Linked DNA regions of Sus scrofa: region 2 is linked to region 1. A link is a contact called in public Hi-C data. All regions are on one chromosome and are shown on one strand. The core of a region is the stretch at or near the end of the contact, and the rest is flanking DNA. Distances in the headings are between cores, read along the strand shown. Region 1 has its middle 13 kb from the start of KCNJ16. Region 2 has its middle 180 kb from the start of KCNJ16.

The links. Hi-C and Micro-C count contacts between places; a contact is called where the count stands out from the background.
Region 2: a contact with region 1 is called in a Hi-C map of embryonic fibroblasts, with 2.9 times the contacts expected there. The contact joins two enhancer-like sites. A contact is called at or near these places in 2 of 47 Hi-C or Micro-C datasets (embryonic fibroblasts and fibroblasts) and 1 of 2 datasets of contacts at active chromatin or transcription factors (skeletal muscle).

Annotation. Positions count from the first base shown.
Region 1 is chr12:10,548,386-10,553,773 of Sscrofa11.1, reverse strand. No RefSeq gene overlaps it. Among named protein-coding and RNA genes, the nearest start is that of KCNJ16, 13 kb to the right of the region's middle. Within about 2 kb of position 2,348, at least 5 of the 83 cell types and tissues checked have an H3K27ac peak or open chromatin away from gene starts, as enhancers often do. A contact at or near this core is called in embryonic fibroblasts, where this site is marked.
Region 2 is chr12:10,718,223-10,723,360 of Sscrofa11.1, reverse strand. No RefSeq gene overlaps it. Among named protein-coding and RNA genes, the nearest start is that of KCNJ16, 180 kb to the right of the region's middle. Within about 2 kb of position 3,815, at least 7 of the 83 cell types and tissues checked have an H3K27ac peak or open chromatin away from gene starts, as enhancers often do. A contact at or near this core is called in embryonic fibroblasts, where this site is marked.

The DNA.
Region 1 (5,388 bases), core at 1,099-3,598:
TACCCCAGAGCCACAGCAACGCCAGATCCGAGCCATGTCTGTGACCTACACCACAGCTCGTGGCAACCCCAGATCCTTAACCCACCGAGCGAGGCCAGGGACCAAACCTGCAACCTCATGGTTCCTAGTTGGATTCATTAACCACTGAGCCATGATGGGAACTCCTGATTTTTTAATTTGGTTCCTTATTCACCTTCCTCTAAGCCAATCACAGCCTCCTCAAAGCCATCAGAAAAAAATACGTTTGAAAACCATACCCTTGATCTGATCTGATCTTAAGGCTGTGTGTTTTGTTGTTGTTATTTTAATTTTTGCTAAGAATTTTACTATATTTTGCCATTCAGAGCCTTTTTCAATTTATCCAACCCTAAAAGTTGTTGATCTCTGGATACCATATCCACCTTGATTTCTGCTTCAAAAACTAGCTGGGTTTTGTTTATTCATCTCTTTTTTGTTATATATTGCTAAGAGTGGCCAATAGTAGCAAATAGACATTGTTATTCTCATTAACCTCTTGTATAACCTCACAGACTTAATAATTACGTGAGGTCCGGTCTGGCTTTCTATTTACTGTAGCTGGTAGTTCTACTATATATTTTCCCATGGAACACCATAAACTAGACCTTCGTCTTTCTAGCCTCCTATATCAGTTTCTCTACTACAGCTGACTAATAAGCTAATGCCACAAATTTTAGGTCTGTGCTATGTTAGCACCCAGCTTCCAAATACTAATTTCTAAACTAGTTAATGTAATATTAGGTATTATGACAAATAAACCCTGTAATCTTAGAGCTTTAGGACTCTAATGATTTATTTCTAGCTCATATCGTAGTTCGTAGTGGCTAGTTCTGATCAGGAAGCTGTATATGTCGTCATTCAAGGACAAGTTCCTTCCATTTTACACTTTTACCTTATTATAGGTTGTCATGTCTTTTTCTGTTCAGGAACAGATGGGGAAAGAGAGCATGGATCACTTGTAGGATTTTGTTATGAACTGAGCTGGAAGTGAACATCATTTTTGCCCATCTTCTATTGTTCAGAATTGGCATATGGCTACATGTAATTGCAAAGGGTGATAAGATATGTATTCTTGTGGTGTGTTTCCAGTGGGAAAAGGTAATGGGTTTTGGTGCATATGTGCAGTCTCTGTCACACAGAGGACACGGAATTGAGTGTATTTGGCGCTTTGTTATACAGTGTTGTTTAGGCCCTATGAACTGTTGTTGATAGTTATGGAATATTTAGCAGCTACAGCATAATATGGATAGCTTAATATTGATATGAAAATTATCTTAGAATCTTGAAGTTCTCAAAGCATCCTAGATCAGAAGTCATTTATATACAGGGGTATTATTGACATATTATTATATGTTTCATTGATAGACTTTTATGACACCTGGTAATCAGGCATTGTGTTAAGTGCTAGGCTAATGGAGATCAACAGGATATATTCTTATCATCAAAAAGCTCTCAGTGTTCCAGAGGAGGCAAACATGTACACATGTAACTAAAATACAATCCTTTTATTCTATAATAAAACTCTATATGTTTGGGATTAACATATACACACTCCTATATATAAAATAAATAATAAGAACCTATAGGACTCCTATATATAAAATAGATAAATAATAGGACCGGGAAGAATATTTAACATCTTTTAATAACCTATAATGGAAATGAATCTAAAAAAGAATATATCTGTATTTGTCTGTTCCACATATGGAATATATTTATGGAACTGAAACACTTTGCTCTACACCCAATACAAACACAACATTGTAAATAAACTATATTTCAATGAAAAAAATGGTTTAAAAACTATATATATGCTATATAAGCATAAAAAGGCGAGTTATTATGTCAGTCTTATAGAAAAGTAAACAGGACTGGTGATGGAGAAGTCAGCAATAAAGAATGGAGTCCTGTTTTTGTTTTTTGCTTTGCTATGTAAATGTATTATCTTATTAAATAAGAAATATTATGAGTAGGGGGTTATCAAAATACTAAACATGCCAAACTGAAGAAGTAAAAACAAAACGTATTTTAAAAGGTCAGTGGTTTTTCTAGTTCAATGTTTTAGGAAAGAGATCTTGAAATCTTAAAATCTAGAATGTTCAAACTAAGAAAATCAGCAAATCCGTTTTCCCCCTTTTTGTGGTTTCCATTGTTGACATTGAAGAGGAACTGGAATGAATAAGTTAATGGTCAAAAGTTTGTTTTTGAGATGCCTCCAGTGTGGCGCTTGGGCAACCTCCCATGATGCTAGGTCCCCATTGGGTCTGACGAAGGCAGACATTCATAAGCCTCTCACCGCCAGTGCTTGGAACCCTGCCACCTCATGCGAATAGACAACCACAAGTATTTCATTCCGAATATCAGTACCAGAAGCTAGAAGCATGGAATGCTCACAGTATGCTTTGAACCTCATAATTGTTCCTTGTAATAATAAATTTTTACATTTGAACCTGTGAGTTATCAAGGAAAAAGAAACACAAAGCCACTTTGGTTAAAGGATAGACTTAAAATAACAGGAATTTTGGAGATGGAAAAATACCTCTTTTCTTTGTTGGCCCAAGGATTTATGTTTGGGGAAAAAATGATTCAGAGGTTGATGGCCTTTCTTGGACATTAACAAACTGTAGAACAGTTTGCGTCCCTGACAAAGGATGGTGTGTAAATTCTAATAGGGAGAGGCTGTGACAGAGGAAAAAAAAAGAGCAAAGTCCGGCAGCTCGATGTTTATAAAAAGAGAAACTCTTTGGATTTTTTTTGTAAGGAAAATTTATTATGAAATTATCTTAGCCTTTACTAGAGAGTGAGAACATTTGTTGTCTTTAAACTAGAATACGAATATTTCTGAACGTGATATATCCATACAAACAACAGTTTTTTTCCCAGCCAACTTGTTATACTCAACTCATGCTTATCAGATTCTGACCCTTATACAAATGAATTCCAGATGGGAGAAACAGTCAAACATTTAAACATTAGAAGTCCCGTGACAAAAGAATAAAGAAAAAGTAGACATTCCTCCCCACCCCCAAATTTCTGAAGAGGAGAAATGTGAATGGAAAACATTGACAGTTGGACTTCTGATACGTTTTCAAAATTTTATATGTAAAAAATCAATGGTATTGTAAGGCAAACTAGAGATTACCACAATGGTTGTATCAAACAGGGGAAGGAATTTTTCTCTCTTTTTAATGCCAAATGCAAATTTATAACAAAATAATTAACTATTAGATATATTGTCCAGTGTTGTAGCTGACTTACAAGTGAGCAAATACAAATAATAGACATGCAAATGAGAATGTTTACTTATGTTAACTGTAAAAACACTATCATTAAATTGAGGTCACATTTCACTTATTAAATTACAATAAACATCAGAGGAGAATTTTTAAAGCTAGCAAAAACATCATGGACTGACTTTCCTGCATCACTGAGGGCATTGTAAATTGGTAAAAATGTTTTGGAATTTAACTTGAAATTTTCTGTATTTGTTGATTGAATGAGCTGGGTTCAGAGGTATGAAACTGTAAAATAATTACATTTTTCTTCCACAGTACCCTGTTAAAGTTTTGTGTTGAATCTTCCTTCTTTGCCTTTGGATAGAAACCTCTGGTAAATTAATTCTCAAGTAAGCGGAAGTCCAGTTTGAGGAGTTCCCCGGTGGCCTAGTGTTTAAGAATCCTGCATTGTCACTGCTGTTGTGTGGGTTTGATCCCTGACCCAGGAACTTCCTCATGCTGCAGACAAGGCCAAGAAAAAAAAAGTCCAGTTCGAGATTTAGAAACAAACCAAAAACAAATCCTTCATTATATAATCCTGTTTCAAGCTTCGTCACTAAACTCCTTCTGACTTGGAGCTTGGAATCCTACAGTAGAGAAGGTGGATACTCTGTTATTGTCTGTCTCATTCTTTTGTTCCTCCTCCCTTACCAGCTATGTTGTTCCTTGGGCCCTCCTTGGTAATAAGGAGTCAGAGACGAGACATCAGGGCTTAGAAGTTATCTATCCACTGGCGCAGTTGTAACCTGGGTTTAGTGCCTTGTGATGGAGGGAAGTACTTAAATGCTGCTCTTTCTGCCTCAGGGTATTTTATGGCTTCTTCAAGGACTACCCACAATACCATTCCCAAACTGGGCAATGCCCCAGCTGGGTGGCCGTGCATGACATCCGTCAGAACTCCTGCTTGTGGTGGTGATCTTCTGATAACCTCTTACCCTTGTGGACTCTCAGCCCTGGCAGGCAAACCACAGAATGGAATCTGCTCGAGGTGGTCACGCCTTCTTGTCCTCTGGGGGGTCCACCCTGACTCCGTTTTCTTGCTGCGTTCAGCCATTGGGATTACTCCCATCCAGCTCTTGCCTTTACACTTTCCAAGTGTAATTTGTTTTCCAAATTCCTCTAAGTTTTCTCACTTAGCCTGAGGTTGGTTAGTAAAGCATAGTGGAGGAGAAGAGAAGTGTAGAGCTTACTGACAATCTTTCTAAAAATTATTATTTTTTTGATTTTTTTTTTTTTTTTTGTCTTTTGTCCTTTTTAGGGCTGCACCCACGGCATATGGAGGTTCCCAGGCTAGAGGTCTAATCGGAGCTGTAGCTGCCAGCCTATGCCAGAGCCATGGCAACGCCAGATCCTTAACCCACTGAACGAGGCCAGGGATCAAACCCACAACCTCATGGTTCCTAGTCGGATTTGTTTCCGCTGCGCCACAATGGGAACTCCCTTTCTGAAAATTATTAATCAATCTTCATGATGCATTCTTAACTTTTATTATGTAATGGAAGGCAGGTGATGGGTTAAGAGGAGCGGAACCTGGTGTTGGCAGCCTCTTTCACAGTCATAGGTGTAAATGACCAGGCATCTCACTCTAGAAGGAAAGGACATTGGTCGTCTAACTTTTCAGCTCTGAAATCCCAGCGAAAATGGAAGCAATAGAAAAATTACCACTTAGACTTTGCACATATATATAAAAAAAAATCTTCAAAATTTTCTAAGCGTTTTAAACTAGAGAGAAAAAAATCCCTAAGTTGGAGTTCCCGTTGTGGCGCAGTGGTTAACGAATCCGACTAGGAGCCATGAGGTTGCAGGTTTGATCCCCGGCCTCGTTCAGTGGGTTAAGGATCTGACGTTGCCATGGCTGTGGCATAGGCTGGCAGCTACAGCTCCGATTAGACCCCTAGCCTGGAAACCTCCATATGCCGTGGGTGCAGCCCTAAAAAGGACAAAAGACAAAAAAAAAAAAAAAAAAAAAACCCTAAGTTATGTAAAAGCATGTTATGCATTAAGATAGTTATTGTAGTATGAATTATAAAACTGCAAAATTTGGAAGTAATCCAAAGTCCCATGGTAGGAGAAAGGTTAAGGAAGTTGGACGTAC
Region 2 (5,138 bases), core at 2,566-5,065, 170 kb before region 1:
GACCTATTGCCTGCATCTTGCCGCTCACGGTGGGTCCCTTCTTTCTGGGATCCGTGATGTAATTTGCTTTTCTCCACAGCCTGGACCCCATCACACTCTCCTCTTGGTCACACAGTCTTCACCTGTTTTTTTTCCCTGGGGTACATTTTGTATCTTTCACTGCTGGTTTCTGTGGTTATTTACCTGCTTATATGAAAATCAGAGTTTTCAGTTTTGCAAGAGTCATGAGCTAAGGCAGATTTTATTTGCTCGGCTTGTTGATCTGCCACGGTGTTTGGTGGATATGTGGACAGACTTGGGTTGATGTGTCCATTGTTATCTTGGGCTATGGTCTTGATGCTGCCATTAACCTAGGACACTTTACCAGGCCCTTTTGGCAAGTCTTACAAAGGATCTTTAAATTGTATTCAAATGTTTTAATCCTAAACTAGTTGACAAGTCTGAGATGTCTTGCTCATACATTCACTAGAATAATAAATTAGTCTTTAAGATGCCTCTCAGTCCCCAAAACATTCTCAGTTGAATCACCTGTGACTACAAGAAGCATCTTGAAATTTAGGGCTCCAAGATCCTGTAACCGGTAACACCTTAAGCCCAAGCAAAAGGGCTTTTCTGGGCTTTGTTGTCTTGAGGGACTCACATAGCGCACACACGCAAACACACACTCAAATTATTAAGGAAACACACAGGCTTCTTTCTTGTCATTTGGGATCTAGCACTTGGTGTTGGCACAGTGTTGCCAGTAACCCTTAAAATCTCCTCTAATCACTGCTGTTACTCAAGCCTCAGAAAAGTTCCTCCATCTTCCTTGCAATACATGCTCAAGACAAAAGAAGAATTGTACCTGTGCTGACAGCAGAGATGGGCACTGATTCAGTGTGCAGGCAAAAAATTGGAACAGTTGGAGTTCCCCTTTTGGCTCAATGAGTTAAAGACCTGACGCTATCTCTGTGAGGACGGGGCTTCAATCCCTGGTCTCGCTCAGTGGGTTGAGGATCCAGCATCGCCGTGAACTGTGGCGAAGGTCACAGATTCGGTTCGGAGCTGGTGTTCCTGTGGCTGTGGTGTGGGCCTGCTGCTCCGATTTGACCCTTAGCCCAGGAATTTCCATATGCCGTGGGTGGGGCCATAAAAAGGAAAAAAATGTAATAGAAGGGCTTAATTTAAAGGTAAGACAAAGTAACTCATCAAATGATACAATAAAGTCTTATATAGTAGTATAGATTCTTACATAACCAAGTATATCATTTCCCAAGAGGGCCAAGCACCATTTTCTTGTTTCTCTTTATGATCTAATTTGTGATTTCAGAGGAACTCAAAAACTGTGCAGGATTTTCAAGCTGAGGAATATTTCACAGTATAAATAGTCCGTATTACTCTTACAGTTCGTATATATGTAAATAATATGCATGATGTGTGATACTGATTCGTTATAGATACTGGACAGATCCAAAATTCTAGAACTGCAAATGAATTTATTTTTGCAAAAATGTTTTCTTAAATTTTAGTTTTCTTTTTACATTCTAATAGGTAATTTTGAAATCTTTAGAAGAAAAATAACCTTTTTTAAATGACCAAACCTGCAGCATACGGAAGTTCCCAGGAAGCTAGGGTTGGATCAGAGCTACAGCTGCAGGCCTACGCCACAGCCACAGCAACACTGGACCCAAGCTGTGATCTTCACCCAAGCTGTGCTCTACACCACAGCTGGTGGCAACACTGGATCCTTAGCCCACTGAGTGAGGCCAGGGGTAGAAACTATCATCCTCACCAAGACTACATCAGGTTTTTAACCTGCTGAGCCACAATGAGAACTCCAAAAATAACTTTTTGAAACCAATTCTTATTTTATACTTTACATGTAATTTTCTTTTTTAATGAAAATATTCTCAAAATCATATATTTTGAATACAATTACATTTTGTGTTTTAATCCTTTAGTCACTACTCTCGGTATGTCATAACTTAAGTGAAAATCATTATTGTAATAATGTAATTAATGAGTTTGCTGAATTAAAGCAAGAAAAATCTATAGGACAGCTGTATAATAAGCTTATAAATAATGTATGTTTTTAATTTGATACTTATCCAGATATTGCCAACTTATCAACAGAACACCCAGATATGATAAGAATTAAACTCAGTCCGCTTAGATTTTTGGTCACTTCTCAGTGTCATAATAACTGTAACCGTATTAACTTCTTACTTTGTCATTACGAAGGTTTATTTTTCAAAGTTGGGGAGAGAATATAAAAGCAAGCCCACTTGCATTATTGTTCCAAGCCCTGCAAATATTTGGGTGCGGGTCTGCCTATAATCTTTCTTAGTAGTTATTTTAGAAATTTTTTCATTCTGGTAGCCAAATAATTTTTCTGTGTCGAACAAAAGTCTTTCCTACTTGAAGTCATTTTTTTTCTTATATTTAAGGATATGTACACACATGCATTTATATACCTATGGTGAGAATGACCACATGTATTTTATAAAATGTGTCTTACTAACCAACCATCTTCCTCAAGAAGGCAAATTTGAGGATTTTGTTGGTGTTCCCACATGTTTGTGATTTATTCCCCAGGTCTTAGCTCCCTACTACATACAAAGATATCTCTCTGCTTTTGAGAGGAAAATGTTGACTCCTTGATGTTATTATTAAAATATCATTGAGGAGCTATATATCTGGAGAGGGCACTTTATAGAAAAACATTGCAAATATATTTTACAGGTTTACTGAACATTCATTCCTCTCCAGTTGATCTAAAACCAGATTTTATTTGGCATGTGCACTTCTCAGTGATGGTATAGAGAGCACATCAGCTGAGTTGGCTTGGTGGTTTCTGATTCTGTCCCCTAAGGACTGTCATGCTGGCTGGAGTCTTAGCTGCTCATCTGTAAAATATACAGCTACTGATTCCAACCTACTACCTACCTCATAGACATGCGCTAATATTTTAATGAAAAGAACTTTGAGCTCTTTGGGGGAAAAAAAATCCTCTCTATAAACAGAGAATTGTTACCAGAATGTTCTTTTCATTAGTTCTTTGGATTCCCTTATGAAAGTCCCAGTCTACCTAATGGATGGAGATTTATAGATAGCCATTTGTAAAAGCACATCCAAACACACTCAAACATTAAACAAACACAGATGCACAAATGAGATTTTGAAATTGCCCGACAGTGGTACAGCCTGTACCTGGGAATTGATGGGAGGGACTGATTTTTTCATAACTCTAATTATTCTCACTCTCTACCATACATTTGAAACTTAAACTGCCTGAGCCAGCCAGCATGGAAATGGCAGTCCTTTTATAAAATTCTTAATAGTCCTCCAAAGGCAAAGCAAAATTAGGAACAGATTGTCTAAAACTAGGGCTACACTGGCCTTTAGAGTTTTTAGAGATTTTTAAGATCTCATTTAGATTACTGGAGATACCACGTAGTAAACTCTGAAGGACACACAACTAGTGACTTGTGAGCCAAAGATATAAACTTTGTAATTTCCTGTAGATTTCAGGCACTGCTATAGAAACTGAAGCTTTTAGAGCCTCTCAGAACTGCTTAGGGTTTTGTTTAGACGTGTGCAGACACTCCCTGAATGGCAGCTTCACATTACAGACTGTGGGCATTGGTCAAAGGTCCTGACTCAGGCTTTTATGACTTCCTCCCTCATTAAGCATGTGAGTGACACAAACAAGAGGAGATTCTAATGATGACAATAAAACATTGATTTGGATCGTCCACACGGGCGGCCTCCTCTACCCCAATTCACTCCACTCTTGCTCAACCCTCTACTGGACTCTGGCTCACGCTGGCCATCTTCTGTTACCATTTGGCAAAAGTCTTCTGCCCTAAATATTCCTGTCTTGCACAATGGAAACGGTACCCATAAGGTCTCAATCAAATTGTCATGTGAATTATTTTACATTTCATGAGGAAGATAAAAATAAACTAGATTGAGATTGGAAAAACCATTTCATATCATCAACCTCAAGCTGTCTTCATCTGTAGTCATTCCAGTGTGGTTTCATCCACTTTCTAACCTATCCGTTGAATCCTTTCCTTGACGGTGACTCAGGCCACCCTTCTGTTGCCCAATTCTTGTTACGACTTGGGAGGTTGTTGTGGTTGGTTTGTTTTTAATATCTTGCCCAATCTTTCCATTTTTAGTTCCAGACTATTGCTTTTAACCACTTTCAACTCTCTCCTTCTTTACAGAATGACACAGTACTATATACAATCTAGCTCAAATACTTTCTTCACTCTCATTCCACGGTGGCTGCATCATACCCATGCATGCTACAAAAATAACAAGTGGGAGATGGTTATACCATTTCTTGTGATTCTCTGAGGGGTCCAGTTCGAGGGAACTCATGGTTATTACCGCATGGATAGCTGTCCTGTGATGTTGGTGACATTACGTCCCATTTGGTAGTGGAGAAAGTGAGAGGCAAGAGAGCCAAGGTCATCCAATTAGGAATCGGTGGTGTTAGTAACCTGAGTCCAAGTCTCATGGAGTTCAAACGTATTTTTCTTCGTTGTTCACCTCTCTACTAGTCTTTTTTTTTTTTTTTTTGGACCCTGGAGAGGAGCTTCAATTTTTTCTACCAACTTCAGCAGAAAGCATAACACATTTAAACTCGAAAGCAGCTACCCACATAGGACCTGGCCCAAGAAGCTTATCAGCAATTCTGCAATTCTTTGTTTAATAACCTACTGCCTAGGTAGCTAATAACAGAAACAAGTACAGAAAATGATTGCAATTTTTTCCCAGTGAAATTTCACTGTCCGTTTCAATAGTGCTGAGTGACTGAGTGGGAGTAATGGCTATTACTTTCTTAGACTTATTTTGTATTCTGCAATGTGTTTTGCTTTAAAAAAAATCAGGATATCATTTTGAATATTCTCGTTCATCCCTGTGAGGCTGATTTTCATCTGATGGCTTCACATGTTACCCTCTTAATCAAGTGGAGTAAGCTGGTGCTATAACTAAGTCCGACAACAACAACAAGTTGAAAAAAGTGAACAGGATCTCAGAAATGCTTCTATCACCACCTCTAGACTTCTTTTTTTGCTTAATTTGTAACATTTTCTTTCTCAAGTGTGTTTGTCTTATTCATTGAGCAGCTGCATAAATCATTAGAA